2 separate regions of the Mus musculus genome follow, and region 2 is linked to region 1. Evidence: chromatin contacts called from public HiChIP or PLAC-seq data. All regions are on one chromosome and are shown on one strand. Each heading gives the region's core, a stretch centred on a gene start, on an enhancer-like site or on the middle of the called end of the contact. The rest is flanking DNA. Distances are from core to core; before and after follow the strand shown.

Region 1 (5,944 bases), core at 2,098-4,597:
AGAGGGCAGGGTTTAGGGCGACGACACAGACACAGTGGCCAAGCACACTGGTTGCTCTTCCAGAGGACCTGGGTTCAATTCCCATCACCCACATGGTAGCTCACAACCACCTGTACCTCCAGTTCTAGGGGAGTCTAGCCCTCCTCTGTCATCAAGTGTCCACTCAGTGGCTATGCATTCAGGCAAAACTCCCATATGCATAAATAAATGTAAATTAAACATAAAAGATCCCAGAGAGCAGGCTCCTTTCTTTCCCATGTGCCCCTAATTTTCTCTGTCTTTTTATGCCGGTCCATGCAGGTGGTCTGAGGAGTAGGGACTTCCTGGAAGTTTAAAGCTGAAAAGGTAGCCGGGCGTGGTGGCGCACGCCTTTAATCCCAGCACTCGGGAGGCAGAGACAGGCGGATTTCTGAGTTTGAGGCCAGCCTGGTCTACAAAGTGAGTTCCAGGACAGCCAGGGCTACACAGAGAAACCCTGTCTCGAAAAACCAAGAAAAAAATAAAAAGCTGAAAAGGCAGAAGGAAGTCTTTGAGGAACTAAGCCAAGTCTTGTGTTCTCGCTTTTGAGGATGTCCCCTACATTGGATATGTTTATTCTTGGTTCCCGTGTTTTGGAAGGCTCAGGAGGCGTGACCTTGATAGGGGAAGGCTCAGGAGGCGTGGTCTTCATGGAGGAAGTATATCACAGGGATGGGCTCTAAGACTCCCCAACCTTCAGTTTGATTGCAGTTCCAGGTGTGAGTTCAGTTCCCCTGGCCTGCTGGCCTGCTGGAGACTTGTTTCCTCGTATCCCTGGCATGGTGGATGGACTCTTACCGCTCTGAACCATGAGCTAAAATAAACTTTCTCCCCTAGGTAGCTTTGGCCTTGGTATTTTATCAATGCAGTGATACCAGTAACTATTACCTGAACTTCTTGTTCTCCTGCTTCCATGCTGGGATAGCAGACATGTGTCACCACACCCAGTTTACATGGTGCTAGGGCAATGGTTCTCAACCTTCCTAACTTTAACACAGTTCCTCATATTCTGGTAACCCCCCAACCATAAAATAATTTAGTAGGACTGTAAGTTTGCTACTGTTGTGTAAATATCTGATATGCAAGGTATCTGATATGCAACCCGTGTGAGAATCATTTTACTCTCAGAGGGGTCGAGACCTACAGGTTGAGAACCTCTGTGCTAGGAGCTCGACCCTAAGGCTTTGAGCATATGCCACATCAACAGAGCTGCAACCCAGTCCCTAGATATAGTTTTAATTGCAGGTCTTCTTGGCCATGGAGTGCTCTGGAGCCCCTGGGTAGAGAAATACAGACCACCACAGGAGGAGGAGGCTTGGTGCTCCCAAGTCTGGCCAGAACCCGTTAACTCTATTAAACTCTCACCAAGGCATCTTCACGTTGCCTGGACACTACCCATGACCCTGCTTGACCCTTGGTGTGTGCAGCCGCTTTCCCACTTGTTGCACCTTGTGTGTAACCGTCGTGTGACAAGCACACAGACGCTCATTCTCAATACCACAGCCTGATTAACTTAATGCTTGCATATGGAAGGCCGTGAGGGTTTCCAGAATGCCAAATATGGGCATTTTTTTTAAATTGACCTTGAGGAAACAGAAGGTCCTCAAAGCAGCCTGCTCTTTCCTGCCCTCCCCCACCCTCACCCCCACCTCATTTCCTCGCGATTATGGGAAACCCAGGTCTGAAAGTACAAACCAGACCCTTTGTTAGTGATGGTGTTAGGGTAAGTCTGAGGCCTGGGAGCCCTAACGGGCTGTCCTTAGTCACTAGTCTCCAAGAGGCCAAGTATAAACATGATCGATTAACAATAAAAAGCTAAGTAAAGAAGGGTGTGTTCAATGTGTCCACATGTTGAAGGAGGGAAAAGAAACCCAGAGGACCAGTTAGCTCCCAAGTCCATGGTCATGGTTCCTGGCATGACTTTAAGTTTAAAACAGAAAGTGTTCTAGCTTGCTTTCTACTGCTATGATAAACACTATGACCAGAAGCAATGTTTAGAGGAGTTTACATCATCTTACAGCTTCTAGTTTATCATGGAGAGAAATCAGGACAGGACCTGGAGATAGAAATTGAAGCAGAGGCCATGGAGGAATGTTGCCTAATGGCTCACTCTTTAGGTTCGACTCCAGCTACCTTTCTAGGATACTACTATTTATTATATATATATATGAGTACACTGTCGCTGTCTTCAGACACCCCAGAAGAGGTCATCAGATCCCATTACAGGTGGTTGTGAGCCACCATGTGGTTGCTGGGAATTTAACTCAGGACCTCTGGAAGAGTGGCCAGTGCTCTTAACCTCTGAGCCATCTCTCCAGCCCACAGGCATTTTCTTAATTGAGGATCTCTCGTCCCAGATATGTCTACATTTGTGACAAGTTATCAAAACCAAAGCCACATAGAAGGACAAAAGAATGCACACTTGAGCAGCCCTGGCAAAGGTCCGCCCTAGACCTCTCATTGTCTGAGCTCCATGCTGTCTTTCTGGTGATCTGAGGAGTTGTCAGAACTGTGTGGAATCTCTGGGGAGATGGGGCAGGGGTGCCTCTTGATAGCCTCAGTCTTTTGTCCCTCCCAGCCTGGTTGGGGGTCCGTTATCGCAATAGTTTGATAGTCAAAGGGAGGGTCTCTTTAGAAGATATTTTCTCCTGCCAGGAAGATTACACCACTGTGCGAGGCTCAGCCAGGAGCTGGAAGAAACTGGTTTCTGCCAGCATTTATTTTTTCCAATTTAATTTTATTTTTTCTTACTTATTCACTTTACATTCTGCTCACTGTTCCCCTCCTAGTCAGCCCCTCCCACAATCCTTCCTCCATCTCCCCTCCCCCTTCTCCTCTGAGCTGGTTGGGGCCCTTGGGTAGCCCCTCACCCTGGCACTTCAAGTCTCTGTGAGGCTAGGTGCTTCCTTTCCCACTGAGGCCAGACAAACAGCCCAGCTAGTGGAACATATCCCACACACAAACAATAGCTTTTTGGATAGCCCCGATTCCAGTTGTTCAGGACCCAATGAAGACCAAGCTGCACATCTGCTACATATATGCAGGGAGGCCTGGGTCCAGCCCATACAGGTTCTTTGGTTGTTGGTTCAGTCCCTGAGAGCCTCAAGGGTCCAGATTAGTCGGCTCTGTTGATCTTCCTATGGAGTTCCTATCCCCTTCAGGGCCCCACAATCCTTCTTCCTATTCTTCCATAAGAGTCCCCAAGCTCCATCCACTGTTTGGCTGTGGGTGTCTGTATCTGTCTGAGTCAGCTGCTGGGTGGAGCCTCTCAGAGGACAACATGCTCCTGGCAACAAGCATAACAGACTATCGTGAATAGTGTCAGGGACTGGTGCTTGCCGGTGGATGGGTCTTAAGGCAGTGTTCTTACCAGCAACGAAAATGCTAGAGGCAGGCTAAGGGGATCCAGTAGGGAAGGTTACTGCTGAACAGAAGAGAAGGAGGTGCACAGGGAAGTTAAGCCCAGGATGGGGTGGAGAGAGACAGAGGATGAAGATTAAACACATTCCTCAGACACAGCCACTGTCTTTCCTTGCCCCACCCCCCTGCTTGATTTTCTCATTGTTGCTAGACACAAAAGCCTGTTTCCTCTCTGGGTCTCCCCAGCCCAGGGACTTGGAGCTACTCCATAGTTGCTTGAGACAGGAATTGGGAAGATATATATATATATATATATATATATATATATATATATATATAGCCAGCTATGAAAGCTGAGGTTGGAAAAGGCGCAGTGTGACTTACTGTGTTGTGTACGTGGTCGGGGGTGGGGGGCAGTGTCACAGCATTCATAGGTATTACGCTTCGGGGCTCTTTGTATTTTGGGGGTTCCCAGAGGGAGTTTTCCAAGCCTGCTTTTTGTTCACGTTGTTCTGTTGCGGTTATTAACTGGCCTGGCAAAAATGAAGATATTCTAATGAAACACTCGTGTCTCTCAATTTAACAAACTTCTAAAGCAATAGAGACTAAAGAAATGAAAGATTTCCCAGCAGCCTGTAAGCTGCCATATCCAACTTGGATCTTTTTAATTGTCCCGCCTTTTTTTTTTTTTTTTAATTCCAGTGTCACCCAAACCAGGAGCTTCTCTCTGGAAGCCCCGCAAACCGAGGCTGGAGGGACCTGATCGAAAATCTGGAGAGATAACGAACCACACTGCGTTGACCTTGGTGCCACGTGGTTCCCAAAGCGCGACCAGAAACAATTTGGGAAACAAGCTTTGAGCCCAGCATTGAGGATCTTCTCAACTAGTTGAGCCCCCTAAACTTAGAAACTAGCTCATCGTGAACTACAGTTTTGTTTTGTTTTGTTTTTTTTCTAGACAGGGTTTCTCGGTGTGCCTCTGGCTGTCCTGGAACTCGCTCTGTAGACCAGGCTGACTTGGAATTCACAAAGTTCACCTGTCTCTCTGCCTTAGGACTGCTGGGATAAAAGGCTAGCCCCACAACCACCAGGTTTACCCCAGTTTGTTGTTATTGTTGTTGTTTATTTTTATTTTTATTTTTCGAGACAGGGTTTCTCTGTGTAGCCCTGGCTGTCCTGGAACTTACTCTGTAGACCAGGTTGGCCTCAAACTCAGAAATCTGCCTGCCTCTGCCTCCCAAGTGCTGGGATTAAAGGTGTGCGCCACCACATCCAGCTGTTTATATTTTTTATAGGTTGGTGATGTTAATGTTTGAGAACCTTTTAAATTTTTTATTTTTATTTTATTACCGAGGCTGGTCTTGAACTCATGAAATCACCACATGACACCAGCAGCCCTTAAGCTCTGATCCTCTGCCTTCAGCTCTGGAATGCTGAGATTACAGCCATGCATTGCTACACTTGTTCTAGCTTTCCTTTCCATAGCCAGAAATGCTTTATCTTGGATTACGGCATAATCTCCAGACCCAGCTTCGGGAATGTGAAACTTTAAAATATATATATTATTTTATAAGCTTATACATGTACACAGTGTATCTTAACCATAAATATCTCTAACAATTCTCCCTTACTCTCCCAGACACCCCTCAACAATCCTCTTCCATCTTTTTTGGTTTTATTTTTGTTTTTTTGTGTCATCTCTTGAGTTTGGATAGTGCTGCCTGCTGCAATGTTGACTGATGTCATCAGCTCGAACTGTGCAGGTCTTGTGCAATTGGTAAGTTTAGTACAAAGCCATGTCATGAGAGAAGACAACATTGCACAACGCTCCTTCTCATCCTTTCCACCTTCTGCTCCATGTGATGTTCCCTGAGTTCCGAGGGGAGTAAATAGCTGATGAGTTAGGAGTCTCTGCTTTGGGCTAGGAGATGGCTCAGGGGTTAAGAGCACTGTATGATTTTCCAGAGGTCATGAGTTCGATTCCCAGTAACCATCTGTAATGGGATTCGATGCCCTCTCTTCACAATAAACAAACAAACAAACAAACAAACAAACAAACAAATAGTCCCTGCTTTAACTGTTGCTTATTGAAGAAAAAAAGCTTAGGGTTAGAGAGAGGGTTCAGCGGTTAAGAGCAGTGGCTCTTCCGGGGGCTGGAGAGATGGCTCAGTGGTTAAGAGCACAGACTGCTCTTCCAAAGGTCCTGAGTTCAAATCCCAGCAACCACATGGTGGCTCACAACCATCTGTAATGAGATCGGATGTCCTTGTCTGGAGTGTTGAAGACAGCTACAGTGTACTTACATATAATAAATAAAAATTAAAATAAAAAAAGAAATTATCTTTAAACTGACCAGAGAGGTAGTCACTACAGCTTCCCTTTGGCAAATGACCCTCCCTTCAACTTTAAAAAAAAAAAAAAAAAAGAGCAGTGGCTCTACCTAGAGGTCCTGAGTTCAATTCCCAGCAGTCACATGGTGGCTCACAACCATCCGTACCATTTTCTGGTGTGTCTGAAGACAGGGTACTTGTCTATTTGTATAACCATAAATATTTATAAGGTGGTT
Region 2 (5,944 bases), core at 1,725-4,224, 350 kb before region 1:
GAGAAGAGGCGAGGAACACTGCTCTGAGAACTCAAGAAAAAGAGTTCAGCTGGGTTTATTCATGGGCTGGCTGGCCCAGGCAAGGGGCATGCAAGTAGGCCTTAGTGCTCTGTCTTGCCCTGGTAGAAGGGCATTACTGTTAATATAGACACAGACACACACAGACACACACAGACACACACAGACACACACAGACACACACACAGACACACACACACACACACACACACACACACACACACACACACACATATTGTTGGCATCAGGACCTCCCAAACCTATGACACATAGGTGACAATGCGACCTGCAGACCTGTTGCCAAGGAAACAGGCACCATATTCCCAGAATTCACTTGGCTCACCTCCTACCTTCCCGAGTTACGTCATTTTCCATATAAATAAGGAGACTGCCCCCCTCCCTTCTCTGCTTCTTCTCTTTCTTGTCTTTCCCTCCCAATAAAACCTCTTCTATGTGGAACTGTCTTGGCCTAGTGTGCTGTTGAGATGCGATCCGCCATTTTAACACATCATATACATCTATGCATACATATACACACATATACATACATACATACATACATACATACATACATACAGGTATATATATAATACTAATTAGTGTATATATACCAATATATATACTCCTGCCTTGTAACATGTGAAGTATGTGTGGAATCTGTATACTTGCATAGAACTGGGGCCAGTCATAATTTAAAGGTCAACACTGGGTCCAATCCTAGCTCTTGGAGACTGAGGCAAGAGCATTCCTGCAAGCTCAAGCCCAGCTAGGACTGTGGAGTCATGGCCTATCTCAACAGTAGCGACAGTAAAGGCCCACTGAGGGGCAGGGCCCAGTGGGTGGACCTGCTGGCTGCACACAGGAGTCTGACCCCGGGAACACAAGTGAAGGTGGAAGGAGAGGACTGACTACAGAGCTGACTTCTGACCTACAGATCCAGCCATTGCATGCACACATATGATGTGTGCATGATATTAATAAAGTTTAAAAATAAAAACAAAGCAACCCCCTAATACAACAACAACAAAACAACAACAACAACAACAGCAACAGAGAGTCACATGCCTATTTGACCCCTGTGGGGTACAGGGTGAGTGAGTGTTCTACAGAGTGCTCCCTAACTTGGTTTTTCTTTGAAACTACTTAAACAGTATATGTATGCGTGTAGTGTATACATATGTGCACACATGGATGAACACGACTTTGCACACACTGGGAGACCAGAAGAGGCTATCAGGTGTCCTTCTCTATCAATTTATGGCTTACTTCTTTGAAGCAAGGTTTCTCCACAACTCTGGGGTCTATTTTTTTATTTTCAGCTAAACTTGCAGCCAGCAACACCCCCCTCCAGAGATCTTCCTGTCTCTGCCCCCCACCCCCATAGTGCTGGGGTCAAAGGTGACTCACTGGAGACTCTGCCTGACTTTTTGCAGGTTTCTGACACCCGAACTCAGGGCTTTGTGGTGATTCAGTGGTTTTTTTTTTTATCGATGAGCCCTCTCTCTCTACCAACCCCACCTGCTCATCCCAGCCCTCACAGGAGAGCGACAGGTGCCCAATTAGGGAAATTGACCATTTCAAAACTCCTCTGGTGAGGCTGACAGGCGAACCAACTTGGAAGCCCCTGAATGAGCGCTAAAAGTGATGATTGTTAACAGTCATGTGAGCTGTAGACAGCTAGGCTCCCGCTCAGTGGGAGCTGGAGCAGAGGTGGGCCAGCAAGAGAGCTAAGGACAACTGTCTTGGCTGCCTCTCCGCAACCCTGGGTTCCTCACCAACAATACGAGAGTCAATGATACTTAGCTCAGGAAGGCGACTATGGACTCCAAAGGAATAAATACTTGCATATCAATTATCGTAACAGGTGTCAGGCAGCTAAGAGATGTTGGCTGAGTGTTGGGGGGCACGGGTAGAGAAAAGCTTCTTATATGAAATTATTGAAAATCTTTTAAATTAAATTAAATTTATTATATGTGTATTCATGTTTGGTCTGCATGTGTGTGGGTGTATCATATGCATGCCTGGAGGGAGAATCAGATCCCCAAGAGCTGGAGTCAGAGACAGGTGTAAGCTACCATGGGGGTGTTGGGAGTCGAACCTGGGTCCTTTGGAAGAGCATCAAATGTTCTTGACCACTGAGCCACCTAGGAGGATCGATACCGTGGCCCCCAGTGAACTGGAATCTGACTGGAATCTCTCAGCCCGAGGAGGAGGCTTGAGGCATGGCATCTGTTTCTTGTCATATGGTTACCCCCTTTTCTTTAATCACATGTTTGACCTTCTGTTTGAGAAGATGCCAGCCTCAGACTATCCATGAAGGTACTGGGGAACGAGAACTGGGGCTCCACCCTTCCTGTTCTCGGTGGGGCTGGGTGGGCTACTAAGGAACTCCCAGAGCCTTCAGCTCAAGCCTAGAGGTCTTTCCTTGCCAGCTGTCCAGTGTCCTGGTGCTCTGGGGATGGTGAAGTTTGCTTGTATGCCTTTAAGACTTGGAGGCTGGGGGACCTGACTGAAGAAAGCCAGTGGGTTCCTTTGAAATGGAAGTGACATCTAGTGGTCTATAAAAGAACTACTCAGCTGACCCCCAGCCTCAAGCTGGCCCCTGAGGTCCCCTTCTTGGTCCCTCTCCTCCTGGGCCACAACCCTACTTGAGGGATCTAAGCTCCAACTACAGGATCTTGATAGTAGGTGGGTGCCTTGGCCCAGCCCCAGCCTGGAACTCAGGCAGGGCACTTAGCCTAGCTCAGACACCCAGAAAGACCAGGTCTGGGCAGCTAAGAAAAAACAAATGCATACGTCTTTCTCTTGGAGTACAGTGCTGGGGTTAAGGTTCCTGGGTGAAGTAGAATCCTGCTGCTCATGCCCTTTGCTTCTGAGGTACCTGGCTGAGTCCAGGAGCACAGAGGTATAAATGCTGTGTAGGCCTCAGTGCTGAATCATCGGGAACTCGTGGCTGTGCTGTGGTTATGCAATGGCCTGGCCATGGGTCGTTGGTGTCAATACAGGCTTTCAGCCACTGCTTCAATAGGCAAAAGGCTTGAGGGAACACAAGTACCAGGTTGGGGTGTTGGAAAGGAGTCAGGGGGAGGCTAAGGGGGCACGAACCACTGCTCTATACAAGCCTGGTATGAGGAGGCCTGGATGAGGAGAACACAGCCTGCACTCAGGGAGCTTGTCTGAGGGAGACATTGTCCCATCCTTAAGGAACCCCAGTCTGATGGGGGGTGTAACCTGACCTCCAGAAGCCTCCAATATGAAGACGATGTGACCCATCTTCAGGGAGCCCCAATCAGAAAGATTGCAGTTGAGGGTGCGGACAAGAAGGAATGAGGCTCACCTAGACCTAAGGGCTCTTGCCATGAAAACCCAGGGCAGATGGCAGGATGACAGAGTCACAATAACTGAGGTCTGTAGGGGAAAGTGCCATAGGATGACATCCAAGGGATGGCAGGGAACTGGTCTTCCCGCCCTGTGTCTGGATTGTTCCCAGGACAAAGGCTCTGTGCCCACCTGGGGTCCCAAGTCCAACACATGGGGAAGAGGAGAGGACAGGGTAGTCTCCTGACTACCAGCATCCTCCACTCCTTCCCATCTTCTGGGTAGCAAGAGCCCTAACCCTCCCTTTCCCATCCCACTCCCCAGGTCTTATTTTTATAGCCTTTCTGTAAGTGTGAAATGACCTCAAGGCACAGCCAAAAGCTGGAAATAAATCTGAACAGAAATGTTAGTCTCTCTACCCTCTCATCCATCCATAACTCAGGTTCCCTTTGGAGGTCCCAGTTACTGATTTCCTGTATATTCTTCCAAAGATAGCCTAATATATATATATTTACAAACTTTTCTCCCACACAGACAGCCGAGTCTCCACGAGGCTCTGTGTCATTTTTCTCCTGCTTAACCCAGAGGCTCAGAATCGCCTCGTTCTGTTTCTCCACTCCGGTGCATTCCCTCTAACAGAGAGCTGAGCATTCACTCTTGGAGGGGATGTCTCGGGCAGAGCACAGACTTTGGAGGAGGGGGGCTTCTATAGTTTAGATCCCCACTCTGGTATGAGCCAGCTGGTTGACATTCAACCTGTTGCTTAATGTCTCGGTGACTCAGTTTCCTCCTTTATGGGCCTGACGGGAAAGCAAACATTGACCCCAAAGTGTTTTGTGAGGATCCCGTTAGATAACTGGTCCTGAAGGATGCTCTCACCAGGCAGCAGCATGAGTAGCAGGCACTCAATAAACTCGGAGTTACTGCTCCGAGATTATTTTGCCAGACCCCTTCTGAGAAGACCGGCCTGTTCGCAGGCTCTTATTATTATAAACAGTGTGGTAAACAAGCGTCCCCAATCCACATGCCATCTGGTCCTCGTGGGAACGTAGCTGCAGGAAAAGCTACAAAGGCCAAGCTCATTCTGAATTTTGAAGGCAACTGTGAGCTGCCCCACATATGGGTGGTCCTTGCCACACAGTCGACAGCCACGTGTGGGCCTGCTCCATCTGAACACTGACTTTCTTACATTTCTCTGGGCACACAAGCCTATCACTGGGTTCTTGGGAGAAATCACTCGGTCCCTCCCCCTACACCTCCTGACTCCCGTATGTATTCCCACCCTGGGAGGAGCTAACCAGCTGTGAGGACTGGAGTGCTCTACAGCTAGCCAAAATCTTCCAAGAGTTGGCCCTGCCAACGTCTCTCATTCATTCATTCATTCATTCATTCATTCGTCCATCCATTCGTCCATCCATTCTTCAAATGGATAGTCAGCATTCCAGGGCTCAGAACAGGCTTTCAGACTATTTGAGGTTGCCTTTGTCAGGGCCTGTTAGCACATCAAAATTGTTGGCTAAGTCTGATAATACTTCAGATTATGCTTGCTGTCACCCTCTCATTCCTGAGCAGGGGCTTGCAATTCCTATTCACATTTTTAACATTTTAACTCACTTAGGAAAAAAAAAACAAAAAACCTCAGACAATGCCAGGTAGGACTCTATTAGCTTGGATTATGCCAAGCCAGACTGTCCTACCTGGAAGCAGGCAGGCTTCCTGCTATGGTAACCTGTCAAACAACCTCTCTGTTTTCCTTTGTGGACAATCGGTTGATGACTGAGAGAGAGAGAGAGAGAGAGAGAATGCCTTGTCCAAGGTGTTTCAGAAGAAAGACAATGCCTTTTACAAAAGTCATTCCTACTGAGATAATTTTAGTCCACTTCCCTTCAAGTTCCTTCAGTATAACCAGCCGGATAGAGGCATTCGAGCAGGGGGGAGAGAGAGAGCTTGCTATGTCTCTCACTAATTCTGCTTCCTATTCTCTGCACCCTCCCCACCCCCACCCCACAGGCTTGCTCACACTGTTTCCCCACAGGTCCAGGCTAGATGTCTCCTGTGTGCCTCACTCTGCTCGAGGGTGTCACGCCAGGCTTTTTAGGACTTTTGTGGGCTCCCTTGGTTAGCCTGGCATCAAAGCCTTCTGCATCTCCTCCTCTGCCGCTGCCCTTGCATATCTGATAAATGCCAAGGACTTTGTCTACGTGAGATCTGGTCTGGAGATGATCCAGCCTCTCCGACTGGTGGAGGCAGACTCACCCCACCACCAAAAGCCCCCAGGAGGTCAGGTTTAAGGTGAGGGCCAAAGAGGTTTCTTTTTACCTTCTCTGGCTGTTTAGTAAACACGGTTTCCTCTCTAATTAAAAGATCCGCACGAAAGTGTTCACAAGGCGTAAGCACCTCGGTGATTCAGCAGGGATTTTACCAAATGCTTTGGCATCAAGAAGGAGAACTTTGAGGGAGTCCAGCAACCTTTCCCTGATGTCACAAAGGCAGAGACTCTTTTGCCTTCCAGTTCTGGAGGTTAGAGATTAGTGTCACTTGACCCCAGGATGCAATATAAACAGAATCACAGGCATGCCACTTGATTTTATCGATCTTAAAAAAAAAA

The links. HiChIP or PLAC-seq counts read pairs in DNA pulled down with a chosen protein or histone mark.
Region 2: a contact with region 1 is called in a FOXA1 HiChIP or PLAC-seq map of pancreatic cancer cells. The contact joins two enhancer-like sites. A contact is called at or near these places in 1 of 39 promoter capture datasets (neural stem cells), 1 of 115 datasets of contacts at active chromatin or transcription factors (pancreatic cancer cells) and 1 of 9 other capture datasets (adipose tissue).

Annotation. Positions count from the first base shown.
Region 1 is chr17:45,607,829-45,613,772 of GRCm38.p6, reverse strand. No RefSeq gene overlaps it. Among named protein-coding and RNA genes, the nearest start is that of Mymx, 8.7 kb to the right of the region's middle. Within about 2 kb of position 3,347, at least 73 of the 459 cell types and tissues checked have an H3K27ac peak or open chromatin away from gene starts, as enhancers often do. A contact at or near this core is called in adipose tissue and pancreatic cancer cells, where this site is marked.
Region 2 is chr17:45,955,286-45,961,229 of GRCm38.p6, reverse strand. No RefSeq gene overlaps it. Among named protein-coding and RNA genes, the nearest start is that of Gm36122, 9.4 kb to the right of the region's middle. Within about 2 kb of position 2,974, at least 57 of the 459 cell types and tissues checked have an H3K27ac peak or open chromatin away from gene starts, as enhancers often do. A contact at or near this core is called in adipose tissue and pancreatic cancer cells, where this site is marked.